Linked DNA regions of Zea mays: regions 2 and 3 are each linked to region 1. A link is a contact called in public Hi-C data. All regions are on one chromosome and are shown on one strand. The core of a region is the stretch at or near the end of the contact, and the rest is flanking DNA. Distances in the headings are between cores, read along the strand shown. Region 1 holds the start of LOC542386 (adenine nucleotide translocator). Region 2 holds the start of LOC100279601. Region 3 holds the start of LOC100286120 (60S ribosomal protein L31).

The links. A called contact is a pair of places that touch in the nucleus more often than the background predicts.
Region 2: a contact with region 1 is called in a Hi-C map of endosperm, with 5 times the contacts expected there. The contact joins the promoter of LOC100279601 here to the promoter of LOC542386 in region 1. A contact is called at or near these places in 14 of 25 Hi-C or Micro-C datasets (bundle sheath, ear, endosperm and 4 more) and 2 of 3 datasets of contacts at active chromatin or transcription factors (leaf and seedling).
Region 3: a contact with region 1 is called in a Hi-C map of tassel, with 2.1 times the contacts expected there. The contact joins the promoter of LOC100286120 here to the promoter of LOC542386 in region 1. A contact is called at or near these places in 3 of 25 Hi-C or Micro-C datasets (ear, leaf and tassel).

The regions. Positions count from the first base shown.
Region 1 is chr5:211,584,682-211,589,378 of Zm-B73-REFERENCE-NAM-5.0, reverse strand. It overlaps LOC542386 (adenine nucleotide translocator), which reads right to left and starts at 3,429. Exons shown (of 4, transcript NM_001111961.2): 1 at 3,346-3,429; 2 at 1,768-2,282; 3 at 1,221-1,592; 4 at 542-1,140. The coding sequence starts at 2,262. The coding sequence ends at 844.
Region 2 is chr5:211,445,694-211,450,242 of Zm-B73-REFERENCE-NAM-5.0, reverse strand. LOC100279601 reads left to right here and starts at 2,960. Exons shown (of 6, transcript NM_001152598.1): 1 at 2,960-3,110; 2 at 4,175-4,262; 3 at 4,369-4,549. The coding sequence starts at 3,100.
Region 3 is chr5:211,343,268-211,347,658 of Zm-B73-REFERENCE-NAM-5.0, reverse strand. It overlaps LOC100286120 (60S ribosomal protein L31), which reads left to right and starts at 1,736. Exons shown (of 2, transcript NM_001159008.2): 1 at 1,736-1,882; 2 at 3,325-3,758. The coding sequence starts at 1,791. The coding sequence ends at 3,604.

The DNA of each region.
Region 1 (4,697 bases), core at 2,180-4,679:
GGTTGCCTTATTCGAGTATTGTATTTTTATTTTATTTAATAAGATAACATAACTTGATGAGGCATTTCATCAAATGGCTACACTGGTACTCCCTCCGTCCCAGTATATAAGGCGTAACCACCTCTGTTTCAAAGACCAAGAAATGCATTTAATTGTCTCTATACCACTGCATCGATATACGTATGCATAGAGAGAGCACGCCTTATATTGTGGGACAAGAATAAAAAGTGGTTACGCCTTATATCCTGAGACGGAGGGAGTAGTAGCTAAACGGTTTGAGCCTAAAAATTTCATGAGCTTTTCAAACGGCTACCCTGGTAACTAAAAGGTTTGAACCTACAAAATTCTTGAGCTCCATACGACAACACTACCTAGTAGCCAAACCATTTGAACCCAGACTAACAATGTCGCAAAGCTATAGAACTTCTACAAAGACACTCTGACAAACGCGTAAACCAAATGCAACATTAACAAGAAATCCAGTGACAAAAACAATGCTATCAACAATCAAGCATTGCAAAAGGTAAAGACAAACAAATAATTAGTCGCAGCAACTCATCCGATACTTAAACGAAGGCATTGTATGCAAGAAAAATTGCCCGACTGACAAACGAAGGGCAGACTCTATGACCATAAATGTTTTTGGGGACCGATGTCACCACCTAGTAGGATAGTTACGAGTGTTTGGAGATCTAAGTCTCCATCCAAAACAAATTGTTGGAAGAATCCTCCCTCTACATGAATTATTAATTTCTTCGATATGAAAGGCAAAAACTTCACCAGATCCTGATTGGAAAGGACCGGGAACACACACTGCTCTTGTTCGTCATCATATTTCTCCATTTAAGCACCGCCGGAGCCGTACTTCTTTCCGAAGAAGAGGATCTGGAGCTGGTCATAGCCAGAAAGCACACCAGCACCAGCAATGGCACGAAGAATGTTAGCACCAGCACCCTTGAACAGGGACTTGGGCCCTTCCTTCTTAAGAATCTGCTGGAACGCGTCCAAGGAGCTCTTGTACTTGACAGCCTCACCAGATGTCATCATCATCCTTCTGCGGACGGTATCGATGGGGTAAGATGCAAGACCAGCACCATTAGTGATCAGCCAACCCAGAGCGAAACTGGCAAAGAAATTGTCCTGCAAGAGAGAGAAACATATTATAGCTCACACTACAAACCCACAAGCAATATATAGAAAGAGACAGAAATTAGACAAACCTGGAGGTTGCCAGTAAGGACAACTGGCTTGATGGAATCATAGAGCCCAAAGTACAGACCACGATAAACAATGATTCCAACACAGGAGATGTTAAATCCACGGTAAAGCCCAGCAATACCATCAGACTTGAGTGTCTTGCGGTAGACATCGACAAGCCCATTGAACTGCCTTTCACCTCCTCCCTTGGCAGCCTTCGCGTCATTAGCCAACCTTGTTCTCGCGTAGTCCAGGGAGTACACAAAAAACAAAGAGGAAGCACCAGCAGCACCACCAGAGGCCAGGTTGCCAGCAAACCACTTCCAATAGCCATCCCTATCCTTCTTGAAGTTGAACAACCTCTTGAAGTAGTCCTTAAATGCAAAGTTCAAAGCCTGGGACAAAGATTTGAAGACAAATTAATAATGTACAAGTTAAAGTGTAGTCGGTAACTTGTATACCTTGCAAAGCCACCAGGAACATTCAACCACTTAGGTAAGAAAGATCACGGTGTTTCAACATATTTACAGATGTTACCGAGTAAAAAATATGATGGAAGGTGTGGGCTACCTGAGTAGGGAAGTAACGAATAACATTAGCAGTGTTACCCCTCCACAAGGAAGAGAAACCTTCATCCTTAATGGTACGTTTGAAGCAGTCAACAATACCCTTGTACGGCTCTGATAGCCTACCAGACTTAATCATCTCATCTTGGTTCTGAATAAGCAGCTTCACACGCTCGATGGGAGCAGCAGCAGTCTTTGAAACAGCAGCTGAAACACCGCCCATCATGAAATCAATCATGAAGTTCTTGCCTCCTTTCTCAGCAGGAGCATTAGCACAGAGCGGGGTCTGCATCACTGGGACATTGATGCCACCGCTAACAGACATTGAAGGGCCCCAAAGGCTCTGGGTCATGTAGTTCCTTGTGGCAAATCTCCTTTCATAAGATGAGACAGATGGGCATATGTTACGGGCCCGTACACCTTCAGAGATGATCGAGCGCAGGTGGAACTGGCCACCGAGCTTATGAAGGACAGTGGGTTGGTTAGCCTGGTCCGCCATTGCCACTTGAAAACTATTGGCTGCAACATAATATCAAGACACAACTTAGGATAGTGCATAAAGAATAACAGATCTCCACGTCTAACTGTGTAAAAAAGATGCATATTATATAGTAACAAAGCTACAGAAACAAACATTATTTTCTGTGTTTCAACAGAGTAAAAGCCAAAGCTCAACACAGTTAATTGAAGTAGAGAGCCTGTGTATAAACATTAAGTCAATGACAGATAAAAGTGCAATTATACAGACATTGATATTTACAGTTTTCATGTTCCATAACTCTAGTTTTGATAGCAATCATAAGAATAGAACAGATGCATAAAAACGAATCAATTAGTTTTAAATACCGTACATTTTAGCATGTTCAAACAGTTCATTAATTTTAACGTTCACAGATTTTATAACATATGAAAATCATCATGATCCCCAAAATTCAATTACACCAAAACCATTAAGATGATAGCATGCCAAGGGTATAGGTGTGCACGAACAGAATGAAGCAGATCTTGTGCAGGGAGCATGGTAATCAAGACCTTCACATGATATATGTGCATATAGTCTAAACAGTTCAAACACTTGAACCAATATTTTTGGGACGGGCGTCTGCCGTCAGATCGCCATCCACGGCCAAGAACACAAACAGATCTAAAGCGGCACCGTCACTATCACGAAACAGCGGTCAAAACTCACTTACCCGACTGACTAACCAATAACCATAACCTCGCGATCTACAAAGATTACACGAAGATCTACAAGGCAAGCCAAACGGAACATAAAATCCACTGCGATGCACACACACCTACGGAGAAACGGAGTAGATCTCAAGTATAGACGAACGATCCACTAGAAGAATCTCAATAGCCCTTACCCGACGCAGGAAGCACCGATCTGAATGAGCACCAACGGCCGAGGCTACCACACGAACAATCCAACCTATACGTGACGAACGCAGACGTGCAGAGCAGATCTATCTACCACAAACAGCACGCATGCCGGACCAATCGCCACAAATAGGAACGAGAGCATGGGCCTTAAATCGGGGACAGAGGACGGGAGAGAAGCCTGGTGGGACGCAAGACTCACCCTTGGGGACGGGAGGCGGAGAGGGAGGCGGACGGGCCGGCGGCTCCGAACTTTCAGAGGCGCGTCGAGGCGAGTGAGAGGGGGGCGATGCTTTCCTGGGGGATGCCTTTTTATCTCCGCTGCGCCGCCGCCGCGCGTAACCACAACGCCTATAATCGCGCGCGTGCTGGCCATCCGATCGGGCGGGGCCGGTGGATCCGCGTCTCCCCCGCGCGGTGGCCCACATGGCGGTGGTTCCATGCTGATGCTGGTTGTTTCGATTCGCCGGGTAGGCTGATCCGGTGCGGATTGTCGAACACCGAACGGCGGGTTCGGCTAGCGGAGGGATCGGACGTGGTTGGTGGGGAATACAGCAGCGCGTATAGAGTGTGGCACGGCGGATCCGGGACTTTAGGGTTTGTTTAGGCTGGAACGGACGGTGGATGTGCACCTCCATGTGGGGTGGGTTGGTCAGATCGGGTCCAGGTCCAGCGCTACCGGAAGGTTGGGGGAAGGCGAGGTGTGAAGGGGCAGCACGGAACATGAGCTTGCCGGGTAGGGGTGTGCGAAACGTGCAAGTTGGTTGTGGTCTTTCACGAAGTGATGGATGCATGGTCAGCGCTCAGCAGTGAGCAACTACTAGGCTGTATGTATCAGCATTTTTCGTCTCTTTCTGATTTTTTTGAGGGACATCTTCACACTGGTAGGGACTGGATCTGCTCAATTACACTGTTGTTTATTGCTAAATTCTTCTGATTTTGGACTGTCCATTCTTGATCTCACAACGCAAGGGAAGGGCGCTGAGAATTTTAGTTTCTTCCGAGTCGGATGGATGTTGTAAAAAGAAAAACGCAACATTTGGAAATTGGAATTGTGGAGAGGGTTAGCTGATGGGAAGTGAAAGTGAGTGCCTGCGAAGTAGGAAAACATCGAATTGGAGTGCTCCATGAATTGCATTTTCTTGAGGTCAACGGGAAGGCATTGTACTACAGTCTACACTAAGATGTCGAGTCAATGTGTAGTTTTTGTGAGGAAAAGCATGTAACATTTTTTGTTCGGTTTGTTTCAGTTTTTTTTAACTTCTCGCAACCAGAAGTTGCTGAAGATTATCAAACGTCCATCTTTTTAGCTCACTTTTGTGAAAATTAATTTAGTAAAAACCGTCTAAAGTCAACATGAACATACAATCGACCGAGTCATCAGGTTAATAAGAACTCGTCACTTTCTAAATCATAAACCATATGCACCTCTTTATCTTCCTCTTCACATCTAAATTCTCTCTACGACTAGATTCTCCCCACAGCCGAATTCTCAAAAAAACTCATTAGAGAAAAGTTGAAACGAACATACCCTTTATAAGTTGGGTAGTTGGA
Region 2 (4,549 bases), core at 1,711-4,210, 140 kb after region 1:
CAACACGCAGCAGGCCCCTACCTGGCGCGCCAACTGTCGGCGTTTCGACCCCGGGGGGGTCCTTGGACCGACGAGTAAATTGTCGCCGCGTGCCCCAGCCCAGATGGGTCGGCGCGAGACGGAGCGCGAAGGGGGGTAGAAGCCAGAGGGAGACAGGCGTAAAAGGGGAAACCTGCGACCTTCGTATTTGTCCCGCGCCCAGGTCGGGTGCGCTTGCAGTAGGGGGTTACAAGCGTCCACGCGGGAGGGAGCGAGAGGCTTACGCGAGCGCCGTCCCGTCCTTCCCCGCACGGCCAACCCTCTATAAGAGGGCCCTAGACCTTCCTTTTATAGGCGTAAGGAGAGGATCCAGGTGTACAATGGGGGGTGTAGCAGTGTGCTAACGTGTCTAGCGGAGAAGAGCTAGTGCCCTAAGTATATGTCGTCGTGGCAGCCGGAGAGGTTTTGGCACCCGGTTCATGTGGTGTCGTGGCCGTCGGAGGAGCGCTGGAGCCTGGTGGAAGGACAGCTGTTGGGGCTGTCGAGTCCTTGCTGACGTCTCCTTGCTTCCGTAAGGGGGCTGAGAGCCGCCGTCGTCATGGAGCATGCGGGGCGCCATCATTACTTGTTTATCGGGGCGAGCCAGATGGGCTGCCGGTCTTGTTCCCCGTAGCCTGAGTTAGCTTGGGGTAGGGTAATGATGGCGCCTCCTGTGACGTGGTCGGTCCGAGCCCTAGGTTGGGCGAGGCGGAGGCTCCTCCGAGGTCGAGGTCGAGTCTGTCTTCCGAGGCCGAGGTCGAGTCCGAGCCCCTGGGTCGGGCGAGGCGGAGACCGGCGGCTGAGGCCAGGGCTGAGTCCGAGCCCTGGGGTCGGGCGAGGCGGAGTTCGTCGTCTTCCGGGGCCGAGCCCGAGTCCGACCCCTGGGGTCGGGCGAGGCGGAGTTCGTCGTCTTCCGGGGCTGAGCCCGAGTCCGAGCCCTGGTCGGGCGAAGCGGAGTTCGTCGTCTTCTGGGGCTGAGCCCGAGTCCGAGCCCTGGGGTCGGGCGAAGCGGAGTTCGTCGTCTTCTGGGGCCGAGCCCGAGTCCGAGCCCTGGGGTCGGGCGAAGCGGAGTTCGTCGTCTTCCGGGGCTGAGCCCGAGTCCGAGCCCTGGGGTCAGGCGAAGCGGAGTTCGTCGTCTTCCGGGGTCGAGCCCGAGTCCGAGCCCTGGGGTCGGGCGAGGCGGAGTTCGTCGTCTTCCGGGGCCGAGCCCGAGTCCGAGCCCTGGGGTCGGGCGAAGCGGAGTTCGTCGTCTTCCAGGGTCGAGCCCGAGTCCGAGCCCTGGGGTCGGGCGAGGCGGAGTTCGTCGTCTTCCGGGGCTGAGCCCGAGTCCGAGCCCTGGGGTCGGGCGAGGCGGAGTTCGTCGTCTTCCGGGGCTGAGCCCGAGTCCGAGCCCTGGGGTCGGGCGAAGCGGAGTTTCCTATGGCGCCTGAGGCCGGACTTGGCTGCTGTCAGCCTCACTCTGCCGAGTGGCACAGCAGTCGGAGCGACGCAGGCGACACTGTCCTCTTGTCAGGCCGGTCAGTGGAGCGGCGAAGTGACTGCGGTCACTTCGGCTCTGTCGACTGAAGGGCGCGCGTCAGGATAAGGTGTTAGGCCACCTTTGCATTAAATGCTCCTGCGATACGGTCGGTCGGCGTGGCGGCTTGGCCAAGGTTGCTTCTTGGTGAAGTCTGGGCCTCGGGCAAGTCGAAGGTATGTCCGTTGCTGGAGGGGGTCCTCGGGCGAGACGTAAATCCTCCGGGGTCGGCTGCCCTTGCCCGAGGCTGGGCTCGGGCGAGGCGAGATCGTGTCCCTTGAGTGGACCGATCCTTGACTTAATCGCACTCATAAGGCCTTTGCAGCTTTGTGCTGATGGGGTTACCAGCTGAGATTAGGAGTCTTGAGGGTATCCCTAATTATGGTCCTCGACACTAATTATAAGGTATTAGCAAATTTAAATTTTGTTAGCTAACTACGTGACCGCTAAAAACTAGGTTTGTCAGTTTTGCCGTTTTGGTAACTAAATTTTAGATATCAACCAAACCAGGCTTGAAATATTAATATATAATTATATACCACTATATAATTCACTACTTTAAGCTTTGCAAAAACCCACCTAACCAAATCACTCCAACTCACATAACCTCCACTAAATACACCAAACAAACTGCACACAAACTCAAAAACCAACTGTTTAGATAGCTAGATAACCTATTTTCTTAATCACTCAAATTCAATCGACTATATTATTTGGATCATTTCTCATCTCACATCCATCATCCTTCTCTTCCCCTCATTCGTGACCCCGTCCACCTGAGCCTCCCCTCACTCGTGCCGCCACCGTCACATACAACCTCTACCATCACGCTTCTGCCACTGTCGTCACCAATCCCTCCTTTTCTCTCCACAGGATCTAGTATGGATAGTTGGTAAGAGGTGACCACGAGTGCACTACAAATGACACCAACAAAGATGAGATGATTCTACCAAATTATATAATTAACCAAATAAAATTCATACAACACATGCATAGACAATACAAGCAAACCAAAACACCAGACTCACATTTCTTGCATTGCTCTATGCTAAATTGGGCTACCAGATTTTATTTTGATGCGTAAGTTTGGCAAAGAAGCGCTCAGCCAATGTTATCTGGACATACTTGTCCACGTGCTCCGCCAGCGAACTCCTGTTCACCATTTACGTCCGCAACAAGACGGGCTGAAGCAAAAGCAAAGGCGGTTGCCCACACAATCCGGCGGGAACATGGTTCCAGCCTTCCAGGCCTCCCTTCGCCGCGCCCAATTCACGCTTCTGCCCGAAATCCCACCGCTCGCTATGCCACGTCGCTGGGGGCCGAACAGTCATTCCGCATCCCTCCCGTTTTTAGGAAAACCGATTCCCCGCTTCGGTGCCCACCACAAAGCTGACCTGCGGAAGCGCGAGGAGGACGAAAGGGACCGGACGAAGCTACGCGCTGCACCGACCGACCAAACCCTAGGCGTTCGGCGGGCGTCACCACGGCGGCGAAGAAAGGGTGCCTCGCGTCGCCTTGGTGTCCCCGAAGTCGTCGACGGTGCAGCTCGATCCGCCTCGTCGAGCATGTCGAGGAGGTAATACTTCGGTTGCCCCAGCATGCTCGATTGAACTGCAACTCTAGCGATTTCGAACCGGATGGGATGATTTTAAGCTTAGCGGTGGATCGTGTTCGTGTTGCTGTGAGCCTGTGACCATTTCGGTTTGGATTTAGCTTGTAATTTAGCAATTGTTTAGCATCGCTGCATCGCAGTGCGGTCATCCTGCAATGAAGCTGAGTGTTAGTGAGGAGGTCTAGATTTGGGCGACATACTGCTTGTTGATTGATGTTTTTTTTGGTAAATAAGATATCATCGGCTTTAGTAAGGCTACAATTTCGGATTTAGGATGTATGGGACCGTCAAGACGACTAAATTGACCTTTATTTGTCTTTCGAATTCTTTTGGTTGCCCTTGTGCAAGAATTAGATCCCGTGTGGTGGTCAGTTGGAGGTCATTATGAACTACATCCCGGATTCAAACCATTTCGATACATTGTGAATCACGGGACTAATGGGAGTGGGACAGAAATGTCCTCGACAATTGCTGGATGCAATATATATCCTGTGTGTGGGCCTGTGAGGGGGCAGTGGTCCATTATTTTTACCCAAAAGGCCCCAAGCTTATTCGGAAGTGTAGGTTGAGATGTAAATTTTTAGAATAACAGTACAGAAGGCAGGGCTGCTGGGTAAACTCTGAATAATAGACTGTATTGGTACGCCTTTAATAATACAATAGGATGAGTGGAAATGTTTGCCACTGACATCTCAATTTATGGTTTATATGGTGGTGAGATGGCGAGTAGAACACTTTGAAGTGAAATTAAGTGCTAGGAAAGTAGGAAGGGAATGGAACTATGTTTGTCATGTTGTCAGTTCTGTGAATCAGAAACACATTTCTGGGGATGGAATGTTTAATTCAAGCCCCCCAAAAGCTGGGGTAACTAATCCTGGGCTCATTGTATGTTTGTACTGACTATAGCTGTCCCTTGTCGAGGCTCGTATCCGTTGGCATAGCAAATGAAATGTTAATGGTGTTGTCCATGTAGAACTTATAACAATTTAGAGTGTTCTCTTATGTTGCTTCTTTCTTTTATTCGTCAGGGTCCCTTGCAAATTCTTCTTGCATGGAGCTTGCTTCAAAGGAGATTACTGTGAATTCTCCCATGACTGCAATGATCAACCAGATAATGTAACCTATGTACTTCTAACTCCAGACCAGTTTCCTTGCACTATCCAATTTAAATTTGCATTATCCAGTATTCCTGTATTTCTTAGAGTAATGCTCTCACCTACAGGTTTGCACTTTCTACCAGAAAGGGACGTGCACCTTTGGTAGCCGTTGCAGAAATGAACATGTTGAAGTTCATTGTAACTGCCCCCAACCAGCAACCACTGTAGCGCGTGCATCCTCCAATTCTTCTCAGCTAGTTGCTTCTTCCAGAGATCCCCATTGCAGCGAATGCCAAACGGATTTAT
Region 3 (4,391 bases), core at 487-2,986, 240 kb after region 1:
TTAGGCTAAAATTAGTTATCACTTGTTCCTTTTATGCTAGCTTATTAATGTATTGATTGTTATTTACATGATGAATTATTTTTTATGTTGATGTCAGTGGGTATGGGAAACCCGTTGGGTACCCGAAACCCGCATGGGTATGGGTTGGGGCAAAGTTTTATACCCGTCATGGGTATGGGTTTTTTAGCGGGCGTATTTTTTCTTTGCGGGTATGGGTTTGGGCAAGTAATACCCAGCGAGTTTTTACCCATTGCCATCTCTACCTCTAGGATTATGATAGAAGATCCAATGTCCCCTTGTATGAACTGTCCTCTCCATCTAATGGGATGGTTCTCCCACTTCTAATGTATGTAATCTATATTATATATCATACTAGGAAATCACATTTCCTCTCCCTTAGCTGATAGTCACATGAGATCGTCAATAGTGGGACGACAACAATATGCCTCATCAAGACATGAAATAACACTTCTACAGAACATTTAGAGGTATCGTAAGGAAAACCTTTTCTCCATTTTGATGAACACATGAACAGGGTCAGCAATGTTACCACATGCAAGCGTGTATAAGACAATTGTGCACTTTTGGTAGGGAGAAACCATTGTGGTTGAGTGCACCAGTTCAAAGAGTGAAGTATGGGGAGTGCTCACCCAACCCCTCTAAAATCTGAAGGAAGAGGCTCCTTCGCATGTGGTACCTTCGAGGAATTGACACATTGGTCATTAAAGCAATTTTTGCATCGACAAGTCGTATGTGGACACACGATCATGGTCGATGTAGCTCTGACGTTGCCTCCTCTGTCTACTCGTTGTGGAAAACTCAGCAGCAATCTTCGATGTTTGTTGCATTATAGTTTCCTGCAACAACTCAATCGCCTTGTCTTTTGTCATGTCGGTATCTAAACTTGACGAAGACATCTAAAAACCGCACATCTAAAAACGCTCTTGTTCGAATGAAATGAGGGTGGGATAAGTAAGAGGAGGTGCTAGAGAAATTCGAGTTGAGTTATGTGAATGAGTTCAAACACTTGTCCTCTATTTATAGACAGAGTTCTAGGTTTTTTTTGTTTTAAATTTTTAAACCCAAAATGATATGAACCAATCAGAAAGTGTCACTTGTCACTAGACAGTATGTACCGACTAATTAGGGTCGCTACCGATAGGTGATCTAGTCATGGGGTTGTACCAAAAATTACGGGACCAATGTGATCGATGCCGATGGTGGCACACGAGCAGGTGGTAGCGTTCCACACTAGACCACTTTATATACTCATAGAACCAAGTGGGAATGTTTCCCATTCCCTATGTTTTCCTTTGAAATGTGGGAATGTTTCCCATTCCCTGTGTTTTCCCCGTGAAAATAAACTAATTGCAGTGAAGTTTTTGTACGATGCACCTGAAATTCCTGTATACCAAAGGAGGCTTAACCCACCAAACTCTTGTAGCTTGTTTGGATGTGGATATATTGTCAATCAAACAATATATAAACATTTGTTTGGATGCAAAAATTTAAGTTCAGTACGTATGGTTTACAGTGATTTCTTGTGGAAATTTAGTTTTAAATCAACACCAAATTACTCGAACACATTGATTAAAAAATAAACAAAAATAAAAGTCGAGGGTCTACCAAGATGGGCCTAATTAAGCATAGATGGGTTGGGCATGTATGTGCACAGGGAGGCCCGAAACATTAGGTAGCCCTAGCTCGCGCCGCTATAAAAGGGAGATTCTGGCGGCCTCCCTCGAGCCCGAGCAAACAAGGGCGGACGCGGAGCCGGCGGCGGAGCGGAGATGGCGGAGAAGAAGCGAGGCGCCGGCACTCGCAAGGATGAGGTGGTGACACGCGAGTACACTATCAACCTCCACAAACGCCTCCACGGATGGTATTGCCCCAAACCGCCCCAACCTCCTTCCATTCCCAAGCTTCGCGTGGCAGCAGAGTAGATCCGCTTGTTGGAGAGCATATCGTTGTTCTATATCTGCGTTGGGCTTGCATGTGCGATGCTGGTGCGGAGGGTTGCGGCCTGTGAGCACTCTGTGGGCTTGCGATTGGTTGATATACCTGATTGGATCCAGTATTCTTTACCAGCTAGATTACAGTCGGGGATCACCTGACCGAGCGGGAATAGCTTCTAGTTGATCTTGCTCTTGTATCTGATCCAACATTTATCACGCGTTCAGTGTTATTAAAACTACGTTTAAACGTCAAAACTCTAATTAGAGGTTGAAATCACGTTTTAGCGTTTTGGCGTTCTAAACTGTAAAACACAATGTTTTATGTATTTTAGACCATTAGCTATTTTTGGGCACAGTCTATTAGTTACTTTTGGGGTTCAATCCAGCTCATGGGTGAAGTTTTGGTAAGCCACTAACCTCTCGGTTTTGGTATTTAACTTCATATTATTGTCTGATTTTATGATATATTGGTATTTTTCCTATGTTGTTTAAAACTACGTTTAAACAAAGTTTAAACGTTTAGAAGTCAATTTCACCCATGAGCGTTCCAACGTTTTATCGTTTTAATAACCTTGCACGCGTTTGTCTTCTTGTTTGGCTTTGTGAGTATTGGCATGTGACATTTTGCTTTTGTGGGCGCTGTTCGATTAGGTGCTACTCGGGTATAGTCAGGTGTCTGCCTTATTTAATTAGCTTAACACAGTTACATGCCCGGGATATGTAATCTGCTCATCGTTACACGTATTGCTTCTCGTAATGCTACTATGTGTTCCATTTGGGCAGTATATTGTTCTCCAGTGATAAGTATTGTATTCCTTTTGCCGTTTGACTGGGTTGTAGTATTCAGTTGAAGTTGTATCTATAATACAGTAGTATGTTTTGTATTGTCCGGTCATTAGTAGGTACCTGTCTTACACAATCTTGTGGTTGATACAGTTACATGACTGGTACACAGATGTCACTCATGTTGCCTTCACTTTGTCATTTGTTCCATTTCACTGCTGTGGCCATTTATCAGTGGCCTGTATTGCTCTTGTATAAAGTTGTTCACAAACCACAATAGGTTACAAGTTCCATGTGACCCAATAATATGGTTATGATGTATTGTCCGGACATAGTCAGGTATCTGCCGAATGCAATGCTGTGGTCGATACAGTTACATGTCCGGTAGAAAGATGTCATTCATCGTTACACATGTTGCCTTAACATGCTGTCATGTGTTCCATTTGGGTGCTACAACATCTTGATGTTCCATTTGACGTTTGTTGGATTTCTTTTGAACACAATTTTATTCTGTTGCTGTATTCCAAATCAGGCTGTAGTTGAGCTGCCATTTAGTGATCACTAATCAATCTGTAACTGTACACAGCACCTTTAAGAAGAAGGCACCAAATGCCATCAAGGAGATCAGGAAGTTCGCTCAGAAGGCCATGGGTACTACTGATGTCCGGATTGACGTGAAGCTCAACAAGCACATCTGGAGCAGTGGTATCCGCAGTGTGCCGAGGCGTGTCCGTGTCAGAATTGCCCGCAACCGGAACGATGAGGAAGACGCCAAGGAGGAACTCTACTCTCTGGTCACAGTTGCTGAGATCCCACCGGAGGGTCTCAAAGGTTTGGGAACTAAGGTTGTTGAGGATGAGGATTAAGCCCTGTATACCATGAGATAAATTTGAGAATGTTGCTTGAGCTTATTGTTATCTACTGCCAATGACTCATGTAATAGAAGCTTCGAGACTTGTCTCCTTTCTAGTAATCCAAATATCCACATGGTATTTCATGGTCCTACGCATTTTCTGACAACGTTGTTATTATGTCGTGCCAATCGTACATCTGTGCTTGTATCTTAGTAAATATGATGTGTCCGATAGTGTTGTCTGAGTATTTTAGCAACCTATGTGTTGATGTTTTGGCCGTCTATGTCGAAACGGCACTAAACGTTACCGATTAAGCCCTAACTTTTGGTGACAAATGCCTCGGCAGGCCCGACCACCCGATTGTCAGTGACGCGAAGAAGAGAAAAGCGGAGAAATCGGTGGTTGCTCTAAGCTTGAGTTTAGTGGTTGCAGAAAAAGGCCTGAAGCGTTACCTATCCATAAAAACAATACCCTTTTCTTAAAATATTTTCTTAAAAATTAAACTAAACAATGCCCTTTTCTTAAAAAAATCAAGAAAGACAATTCTGTAAAGTTGGGCTTATAATTAGAGTTTATTTTTCTCAAGAAATTTTATAGAAACCTAACTCAATTTGTCTCTATAAACAACACATTAGTAACAATCTTGTTGTCATTTATCTCTAAAACCCAACTAGAGGTATAGATGCTTTCAATATCCACTTTCGTGATTGAAGACAACACATCCTCGAGCATGTGAAAAAATTGATGTATCTAAAGGTGTTGATGTGCATGAATTTGTGGTCTTATGACCATGAATGAT